Linked DNA regions of Danio rerio: region 2 is linked to region 1. Evidence: chromatin contacts called from public Micro-C data. All regions are on one chromosome and are shown on one strand. Each heading gives the region's core, a stretch centred on a gene start, on an enhancer-like site or on the middle of the called end of the contact. The rest is flanking DNA. Distances are from core to core; before and after follow the strand shown.

Region 1 (5,574 bases), core at 2,192-4,691:
AGAGTGATTACCAGGCTTGAGTAAAGGGCAGGCAGCGTGGTTCAGAGTCCGTAATACAGGCTTTAGTCAGGGGCAGGCAGCGAGAATCAGAGTCCGTGTAATCAGGCTTTAGGTCAAGGGCAGGCAGAAGACAGAGCAGAGTCGAGGAACGGGCTGAAGTGGTAAACGGGAGATCAGGCAGGATAGAACGCTCAGAAATGCTGGCCGGGGCTAAACAAGACTTCGCAATGAAGTGTGTGTGTGAGCTGCTTATATGTGGTACGTGGGTCATTAGTGAGATGGAGAACAGGTGTGCTGGGATCTGAGTGAGAAGGATGACGTAATGGTTAGAAGTCCGGAGATGGTGACCTCTGCTGGTCAGTGAGGGGAATGACTGGGACCGAGTCGGTGACAGTTTGTAGTCTATTATATTATTTTAATAGTTGTTTTAATTATCTGCAAGCTGACATTGTCACTCTAATACAATCTCACAGCAATTCATACCTTTTTGATTTAGTGACTAATTTGTATGAATTTGTACCATCTCAGTCATACATTTTAGATTTGCTCATCTCCCAATGACAGATGTGTTTCGGTTTTCCTCCTTTGAAACACCATACATTTTTAAAAAGAAATTAATTGTATGAATTCAACTATTCTGCATATGTAAAATAGCTGTTTCCTCTTGAGATCAGGATGGTCACTATGCAGAAAACAAACACAACACATCAATAGACTCCAAAAGTGCTTTTGTGCTTGAGTGACCAAACAGTTCAAGATGTGGCCTGTATGTTTTATTTGTTTTGCTTTTAATACTTAGGACTAGGGCCAGACAGTATCTGTGGACATTTTTTGCTATTTGTTCAAAATTTTGAACAAAAGAATTTTGTTAAAAAAATCTGAATTTTGTTCAAAAAATCTGCAGATTTATGTGGAATGATTTTGGGAGTTTCGTAAATAAAAACTAAATATATGATGTAAATATGTATACCATTTTCCCTTTTATTTAATGTTTACAATGCATATCCAATTAGATCCACACAATTGGTAAATAAAGCAAGTCTCTCATATAATATATCTCCCAAAAAAAAAATATTACTTTACAAACTGTATTGTAAATAAATCATATGAACATTTTCTTTTATTCATTCATTTTCTTTCCAGCTCAGTCCATTATTAATCCGGGGTCGCCACAGTGGAATGAACCGCCAACTTATCCAGCACGTTTTTACGCAGCGGATGCCCTTCCAGCCGCAACCCATCCCTGGGAAACACCTATACACACTCATACACTATGGACAATTTAGCCTACCAAATTCACCTGTACAGCATGTCTTTTGGACTGTGGGGGAAATCGGAGCACCCGGAGGAAACCCACGCGAACGCAGGGAGAACATGCAAACTGCACACAGAAATGCCATCTGACCCAGCTGAGGCTCGAACCAGTGACCTGTGAGGCGACAGCACTACCTACTGCGCTACTGCGTTGCCCTGAACATTTTCATATTAGTCAATAGTATTACTGAAATTAATTTAAAAACTGAATAAACATAAATTTACACACATTTACACACAACTAAATGAATAGACTTAATGATGGGCCAAAAATCTGCCGATTTCTGCGAGCACATAATCCCTGTGGGAATACTTATGAGATTTGATATAGTTAAAGGGGTAGTTCACCCGAAATGATGTCATAATTTCTTCATCACCCATTAGTTTCAAACTTGTTCAAGTGTATTATATCTGTTAAATGCAAAAAAAAAAGATATTTTAAAGAATGTTTGACACTGGCGTTACATACATTTTTTTTATCTTTCTATGTATGTCAATGGCTTCCAGTTGCCAAATTCTTCAAAATATTTTATTTTGTGTTTAAAAGAATAATGGTGAGAAATGGTGCCGTATTTGGGTGAAATATCCTTTTGAGTAATATCATACAAGCAAGAGAGCCCTCAAATACAGAAAATGGGATCACAATTTTATCAAACATATGGTATGTTAGCACACAGCAAGAAGCTCACTGGTTTGAACTCCAGCTGGGTCAGTTGGCATTTATGTGTGGAGTTTGCACGTTTTCCCCGTGTTCATGTGGATTTCCTCCAGGTGCTCTGGTTTCCCTCACAATGCAAAGACATGCACTATAGGTGAATTGGGAATGCTAAATTGTCCGTAGTGTATTTTTTGAATGTGGGAGTGTCTTGGTGTTTCCCAGTACTGGGTTACAGCTGGAAGGGCGTCCTCTGTGTAAAACATTTGCTGGATAAGTTGGCAGTTCATTCCTCTGTGGTGACCCCTGATGAATAAAGGGACTAAGCTGAAGGAGAATGAATGAATAAATAAATGAATGAATGGATGTTCCCATAGAAGCCAGAGCAGAACACTCATCAAGACAGAAACACCCACCACCTACTGGCTACACCTAACCCTAACACTACTCAGCAAAATCAAATTTAAAGGGGCAGTTCGCCCAAAAATGAAAGTTCTGCCATCATTTCCTCACACTTTACTTGTTCAAAACCTACTTGACTTTCTTTCTTTCATTGAACACAAAAGAAGACATTTTAAAAAATGCTGAAAGTCTGGACTTATTAACTTGAATAGCCGTTTGTTTCCTACTTTGGAAGTTGATAGATGTCCGCAACCAGCATTTTTCAAAGTATCTTCTTTTGTGTTAAACAGAAAAAAGAATCTCATAAAGGATTAAAACCACGTAAAGTAATTTTTATCCAAAATAATAATTCAAACAATTCACTAAAAACTTTTAGATGCCACACCACACAGCCTGAACGAGTGTGCATTTGACATGGGTCGCTCAGAAAGCTACATACTGTATAAAATGCTCGGAAATGTTTCTGTTTGACATGTTTGGGTGTCGCAGGGTCACTCAGTTCGTGATAATGCTGAGGAACTGGGCCACACACAGGCTTCACAGAGAGGTTGAGCGTCCTGACTCCTTCTTAGAGCGCTTTCGTGGACCAGACCTCAAAGACATATCTAGCAGAGGGAGTAATGCCCGATCCTCTATAGGCCTTCCTGACAGGCCGCATAAGAGGAAGTAAGTTGAAAAAAAAAAGACTTTCTGTACAGTTTCTCTTTGCACAGAGAGTCAGAGATACCACTGGTTTAATAAGTGGCCTTGAAAAATGAAAGAATCCTGCTGAGAATCGTGCAGCACAGGTGAAGAAATATTTCCGCAGATGATTCATACAGGATCAGAACACATAAATAAAAAGATTGGGTTTAGCCAGATGTTCAAATCAGAAAACAGTATGTACGTTTCTTTCAATAGGTACAACAGTATCACAGTAGCTTGTAGATTAGAAACACTGTAGACATAGATACTAAATCAGTGATTGTCCTAGATCCCTTAGAATGTAATGAGCAATAATGACGTCAAAATAAATGCCTTTTGCTCCTCAAGAAAAGCCAATCCCTGGCCTCTGGCAGTTTACAATATGAACAACTGCAACAACACAGATGAGTAAGTACTCGATAGAAACAATCCCACTTGGTATAGAAACCCCGGGATAGTGTTTTATAAATAACAGAAAGGTTATTCAGTGTTTAGATACATGCAGGCAGTAGAAAGTAGGATTTTAAATGAAATAGAAACACTTAACTGTAATGTTTCTGAAATATACAATTAATATCAGTAGATTATAGTCTAGTACAAAGGCTTAGTAGTAGTGTTCGGCGAGTATTGGTAGTGTTAATGCTGCCATCTGCTGGTTAACATGAGTGTACTCAGTGCTGCCAACTTAAAGGGATAGTTCAACAGAAAATGATAATTCTGTCATTTACTCACACGTTACGTTAGACAAACGTTTTTGAGTTTCTTTTTTGCCTTCTATTGACCACAAAGGAAGATATTTTGTAGAATTTTGAAAACCGGTAACCCTTAGGCATGATCCGGTATAAGTTTCTGACGGAATGATAACCTTGGATAAAAATACCACAGATTTACGGTATTGTGAACTAAAATGTATTCTTTTAAAATGTCTGGGTTAAGCAAACAGACAAAAAAAAAAAACTTATCCCCATTAAACACTATTTTATTTTAAGAAACATTTATAATATTTTAGAGCTGTAAACATGTCAGTCTATATAGCTGAAGTAAATCATTGACTTCTGCTTTCTTATTTAGTTTCAAAAACACAGATTTTTTACAGCACATAAAAATACATTAAAAAGCTTACATATATCCTGGGAATGATATAAGAGAACATTTTAGCGGTATTAAAACCTTGACTTTTCCAAACCGCGGTAAACTTTGAAACCGCTTATCGTCCCATGTCTAGTAACCTTTTCCTTTCATGGTGGTTATTTTTTACTCATTTTCAAAGCATCTTTTTTATCTTCAACAGAAGAAACCATTTGAGGGTGAGTAATTTATGGTTAATTTTTTTTTTCATTTGCGAGTGATCTATCCCCTTACCATTTTGCTAGCCTTAGCAACTTTTCAGGATACATGCTAGTACATTTTTGTTTTTCTATTTTAAACAAATTTATCGCAAATTGTCAAAAGTGCCAAAAAAAAGAGGAATATATTTTCCTCTAAAATACACAAATAGAAGATATCACTAAACCGATTGCCTGCCAAGCAGCACATCAGCCTGGAGTTAGTTACATATAAATTACATTTACGATACACTTTATTAGGTTGTACATAAAACGAATGATCATTTAGTGCTAGTTTTCTGTCAAGACCTTATCCATCACGTTGAAAGAAATTTACTTTAAGCAATGTGTTCATTCAGTTCAGTGACTTTACATTAATACTGTACATTGTGTAAGTGGATAATCCTTAGATTTAATTCATATACTATAAAAAATATCTGTTAACTAACTGTTACCCATTTTCAAGGCCAGACATTTGATTTCTGCACATAATTTTTAAAAGAAATATGCATTTATTTTTTTTTACCACTGATTTATGTGGAATTGTGATATAAATAATTCTTTCAATTTGTATTTTTATTTAAGGTTTACAAGCTGTGATTACAATTAGAAACACTTGTTTGGTAAACAAAGTAAGTATTGCATATAATAAAAAAGACAAAAAAATATTATTCTACATACAGCGTTAAAATGATTAGCCCTTCTGTGAATTTTTTTGTCTTCAAATATTTCCCAAAGGATGTTTAATAGAGCAAGGAATTTTTCACAGTATTTCTAATAATATTTTTTTTTCTTCTGGAGAAAGTCTTATTTGTTTTATTTCGGCTACAATAAAAGCATTTTAAATTTTTAAAAACCATTTTAAGGTCAAAATTAATAGCCCCTTTAAGCTATATATTTTTTCAATTGGCTACAGGACAAACCATCATTATACAATGACTTGCCCAACTAAACAAGTTAACCTTCTAAAAGCTCAATACTAGTATCTTGAAAAATAGCTCAATTTACTGTCATCATGACAAAGATAAAAGAAATCAGTTGTTAGAAATGAGTTATTAAAACTAATATGTTTAGAAATGCGTTGAATCTTTCTGTTAAACATAAATTGGGGATAAATATACAGGGGGGACTAATAATTCTGACTCCAACTGTACATGTAAATGAAAATCTTGGGTTCCACACAATCGATTTGAG
Region 2 (5,574 bases), core at 1,498-3,997, 94 kb before region 1:
CAGTAGTCCTGGATGTACATGATGTGTGTGACCAGAGCCCATAATGCCAAAACTCCTGAAAAAAAAAAACACACAATAAGCAAACACATCTCTGACTCGGCACTCATTACTGCTTTGTCATTCTCACATGCATGAAAACTACTGGGTTTCTGTGTGACAGCACTATTATATTCTCTCAGCTCTGCTAGATTTGCAGAAGAGCATTCTGTGATATTACACAACACAGCAGAAACTCCCTAACCAACATTACCATACTTCCATATTAAACACTGCGGTGATGGTGGGTAGGACGTTTACTATAGTCAGAAGTAATACAATAAACTCATGTGAAATTTCAAACAGTGACTGCAAAGCTGTGTGTGATTCCGGTGTATTTACTTTACAGGTATTTTTGTAATCTTATAAATGGAGAGTATTTGTACACTTTGGTGTGTGCAAAAGTGATTTAAAGTATCTATTTTAATGTCAAAGTATGGGTTAAACAATATTCCTTTCTCCTTCAGAGTAACATGTATTCATGTAAATACAGAATAACATGCATTCATGTGAATGAATACATTATAATACTTATTTTGAAATCAGTGGCCAAAATCAGTGGTTTGACAGATGGTGGCAAGTGGTTTAACAATGTTAAATGCTAAAGAATGAGGATTTTGTGGCTGTGCTGTGACCTTGTAAAATGTCTTTTTATATGATTATTTCTTTAAATATGCATGAAAAGATTTTTACATACTCAACGGCCACTTTATTAGGTACACCTACAGCTCGTTAACACAAATTTCTAATTAGCCAATCACAAGGCAGCATCTCAATGCATTTAGTCATGTAGACATGGTCAAAGACGATCCGCTGCAGTTCAAACCGAGCACCAGAATGGGGAAGAAAAGTGATTTAAGTGACTTTGCACGAGGCATGGTTGTTGGTGCCAGACGGGCTGGTCTGAGTATTTTAGAAACTGCTGATCTGCTGGGATTTTCACGCACAACCATGATCTCTAGGGTTTACAGAGAATCGTCTAATACAGGAAAACATTTAACGTCTAACTCCAGCTGAATAATGTGCCATGTCATATAGCATGAATCATCTCAGACTGGTTTCTTGAACTTGACAATGAGTTCACTGTACTCAAATGGCTTCCACAGCCACCAGATATCAATCCAATAGAGCACCTTTGGGATGTGGTTGAATGGGAGATTCGTAACATGGATGTGCAGCTGACAAATCTGCAGAAACTGTGTGATGCTGACATGTCAATATGGACCAAAATCTCAGAGAAATGTTTCCAGTACCTTGTTGAATCTATGCCACGAAGGATTAAAACAGTTCTGAAGGCAAAAGGGTACTAGTAAGGTGTACCTAATAACGTGGCCGGTGAGTGTATGTAATCTATTATAATTTACATTTCAGTGGGTATCGTATGTAAATCACTGAAGAAATGAAGATGGCCATAATAAATCAATTTATGACTAACTACTGACACAGGGGAAAAAATAATATAAAGCTCTACTAAAAGTTTTTGTATGCTTTAAAAAATGTTTATTTTAGTCTTTGATCCACTTTAAAATGCAAAAAGATTAAAGGTGATTTAATGCAGCAACTAAAATATGCCCAGTTTTAATTCAAATTTAACCTAATTGTTAATCTTAACCCTGTTTAAACAGTTAAAGGTCATTTTGGCTGTCAAACATCCAATAACTAAACACACAAAAAGATCAGCAAAATCAAGACATTCCTTTATGATTCTCTTGCACAACACCAACTCAAAGACCTCGAGCACAGTGACGGATCAAAGTGCACTAAGAAACTAAACGTTTAAGGAAAAAAACACTGTTCTGGACAAAATTCCTCAAAGCTTTTATTTTGTTTTTGATTGTTGTTTGCCATGTTTTTCGCTTGAATACTAAAATTACATTTTACTTCTGCCTATAATTAAATAGGCAAAACTTTCTATCAAAAATGTAATTTTTTGCAAGTTACTTAAATAGATAATTCACCTAAAAATTAAAATGTTGTCATAAATAAATCATCTTTTACTTCTTTAAAACCTTTATGAATTATTTTCTCTGTTAACCACAAAAGAAGATATTTTGAAGAATGCTGAAAACCTGTAACTATTGACTTCCATAGTATTTGTTTTTCTAGTTAGAGATTTTCAGCTTTCTTGAAAAAATCTTCTTTTGTGTTCAAAGAAATTAAAGAAAGATTATATTTTCTTTTTATGGAGAACTATTTCTTTAAAATCTACACCAAAACATTCAAATCCATGTTAACATTTTTGTCCTAAAATTGGGATTTGCCAACACAACACATCACAGGCTCTTTCCGAGTTGGTCAGTGATGCCCACCAATGCTGTCTATGTTAAGTTGGTTAGTTCACCTTGAGACACAGCCAAGGAATTTACCTGATAATCCTCCCATCGCGGCGGTCCACGGCTGTTTGTAAGCGATGTTCCACACCAGAAACGCCGAAAAGCCCACCAGCATCCCCATACACGAGTAGCCCACGCGAATATACGTCTTATTGAACGCCATTCCTGTCGTCAGATCCACCTGAATGAACAAGGAAAATACTCTTCAAACAACAAAGAACTATCCAGATGCTAAAAATAGTTGTTGTGGGGAATCCGCGCGTTTGACCTGGAGACAGCGGTGAAATCCAGCTGTAGTTGTTATCGCCACTAGTGGAGAAATGTCATTCACTGGGGCTTTATAAAGAAGAGAGAGTCCGCCTCAGTCGATCAATCCACATCTACCGTCATTTACTGCTCCATAATGCGTCGTGTGGGGTGTTTGTTGCTCTTCGCAGAGGTTCAGCTCAGGAGCAAAAGTGAAATCATGCGTCTTTTTGACAGAGAACAGCGACGCCTGCGGGTGTGGAAGAGAAAATATGCGGCCGTCATTTACTCACGCTCAAGTTATTCCAAACATGTGAGTTACTTCTTTTTGCTTTTACATTTTAATGTTTACTTTATAAATGTTTGAATGTGCATGAGTGTGCAAAACGGTGTATAAATTCCTCTATTAGCAAACGCCTAGCAAGAAACATCCAGGGTGGATGCTGCACAGTGCACACTGATAGTGAATGAAGAGATTCCCCCCAAAAAATGTGTAACATGCTTTCAGTATCCAGAAAAGTGATATATAAATGTAAGGAATCATTAATTATTATTATTATTATTATTTCGTAAGTCAACCAGGGCTTAATTTGTGCCGGAACATGCCGGATCCGGAACCTCATTTTACCGATCCCCCTTCTCAATCGTCCACTGTTTACTTTCACTTTCGTCCGCGACACCCCTGGCCATCCACCGCACCAACCACCATAGTCGCCACACCGAACCCCCACCTACTCTCCACTTTCGTGCGCGACATCCTCTCTATCCTCGGGTAACGTAACATGCCGGATCCGGGGCAGGATACCACCTACTCTTTTTCACAGGACATTCTGGGATTTTTTAATGACCACGAAGAGTCAGGACCTCGGTTTAACATCTCATCTGAAAGTGAGCAGTATCGAGTCCCCTTCACTATACTGGGGCGTTTAGACTCACACAGACGACAGGTTGAGCGCCCCCGGTTGGCCTCACTAACACCACTTCTGGCAGCAACCTAGCTTTCCTATGTGGTCTCCAGGTACTGATCAGAAGCAGCACTGCTTCAGTGGGCAGCCATGTGAGATTTGCTGCCAGCATTTTCAAACGAATGAAGCCAATGCTGTTACAAACATTCTTCAAAATATCTTACCTAATATATTCATCATTTTGTATTCACATTTTGTGAATAGTGTCTAAATGGTGTATAAATTCCTCTTTTATACACTAGATGTCACCAAAACTTCTAAAATACAATTTTGTAACACATTTTGCTGGGTATAAATCTAGTTCTGACATAACACTGTTGCATTGCATTTTCCTGGAAACTTTTAGTTTTGACTGACAACATTTTGTAACATTTTACCAGGTATATTCTGACATTTCCTAACATGACATTTTGCCTTCTAGTTCTGACATTTTGTGATATCTAATTCATACATAATATTTTGTCACTAACAATGAAAATGGCAGATTCTTAGCATATTACCACAATAAAATGATGTACATTTGTTATAAGACTCTAATTTATTTTATCATATACACTACCGCTCAAAAGTTTGGGGTCAGTAGGATTTTAAAATGTTTTAAAAAGAGCTTCTCCTGCTCACCAAGGCTGCATTTATTTCATCAAAAATACAGTACAAATAGTAAAATGTTATGTCACTGTAAAATAACTGTTCAAAAGTAGTTTTTCATTTAATCATTTATTCCAGTGATTTAAAGATGAATTTTCAGCGTCATTACTCCTGTCTTCAGTAACATGATCCTTCAGAAATCACTCTTATTTTAATTATTATTATTTTATTAATATTATTGTTGTTGGTAATAGTAATAAAAGCAATGATGACTGGAGTAATAACTTCATTTGAAAATACATACAATAACAAAGCAGTTATTTAAAATTGTGGTAAATATTTAACAATTTAACTTTTTTTTTTACATTTAGTAAATGCCGCCTTGATGATCAGAATAATTTTCTTTAAGTTCTTTCATCAGTTGGAAAAGAATATCTTTTGCATAGATTATTATATAGAGAATTTTTTTCTTTTTTCTGATTACTGATCAACTGATTTCTGACCAACTTAATTAATTACAGCAACTCAGCAATGCCTCTTTTTTTGAGGTATTTATTATGACACAGACAACATATACAATTATTTTAATCACTTTCAACAGTGTTTTATAAAAACTCAAAGGGTTTTCTTTAAAATGATACCAAACATTTGCATTTACACCTCTGCATGTGGATTTAGGAAGCTTTTGAACTTGGGTTGGCAAAATCCTGGCGGAAACCCCAAAATAGCTTCTATTTTTAAGAGGTTAACCACTTAGGGGGGGGGGGGGGGGCAGTATGGAGCTTTAAAATTGAAAGAATGTAGAAGTAAATGACATCACAGACCCGGTACTGAGTCTCAGAGTTTAGGAGGTAAAAAAAAAAAAAAAAAAAACACATTACAAATAAATAAATAAATATAAAACTAAAACTGAATGTAGCTCTGGGGTAGAAACTACACAATCCTTTTTTTATATATTGACTTTTGGCCTATCTACATTATAATTTAACTTCTAAAAAACTGAAGACTCTTCTCATAGTTTATAGAATAAAACGCAAATTAACAATTTATTCAAAATGCTGTAATGGTCAATTCAGAAAATTAATTCTTTCCCAGAGCTGTATTTTAGTATCAGTAAGAAAAGTAAGTACGTTTACTACACTGAAAACAATTATTCAAGGATCAGTCCTTGGATTTACTTAATTTTTTTAAGTTGAGTGGTTGTAAACAATTTATTTGCGCTGCATTTAAACTGATAAATTTTGACAAGTTTGTTTAAATTCAACATTTATAAATTGTTTGCAACAATTTTTCAGACATCACTTTTGTGAGTGTAGCAGTGAATGTTCAATGCTATTAAAGGATGTACTGGAATTTTCCCACTTTTTTCAGCTTTTAACTTTATTGTAGAAAAAGAACAGATATTC

What was found. Hi-C and Micro-C count contacts between places; a contact is called where the count stands out from the background.
Region 2: a Micro-C map of caudal fin shows a contact between it and region 1, with 7 times the contacts expected there. The contact joins the promoter of slc48a1b here to the enhancer-like site in region 1. A contact is called at or near these places in 3 of 18 Hi-C or Micro-C datasets (caudal fin and embryo) and 1 of 4 datasets of contacts at active chromatin or transcription factors (embryo).

The regions. Positions count from the first base shown.
Region 1 is chr6:41,349,263-41,354,836 of GRCz12tu, reverse strand. It overlaps cnga3a (cyclic nucleotide gated channel subunit alpha 3a), which reads left to right. Exons shown (of 7, transcript XM_009302572.4): 4 at 2,861-3,037. Among named protein-coding and RNA genes, the nearest start is that of cnga3a, 16 kb to the left of the region's middle. Within about 2 kb of position 3,441, at least 2 of the 62 cell types and tissues checked have an H3K27ac peak or open chromatin away from gene starts, as enhancers often do. A contact at or near this core is called in caudal fin, where this site is marked.
Region 2 is chr6:41,442,788-41,448,361 of GRCz12tu, reverse strand. It overlaps slc48a1b (solute carrier family 48 member 1b), which reads right to left and starts at 2,747. Exons shown (of 4, transcript NM_200006.1): 1 at 2,638-2,747; 2 at 2,403-2,550; 3 at 1-55. The coding sequence starts at 2,532.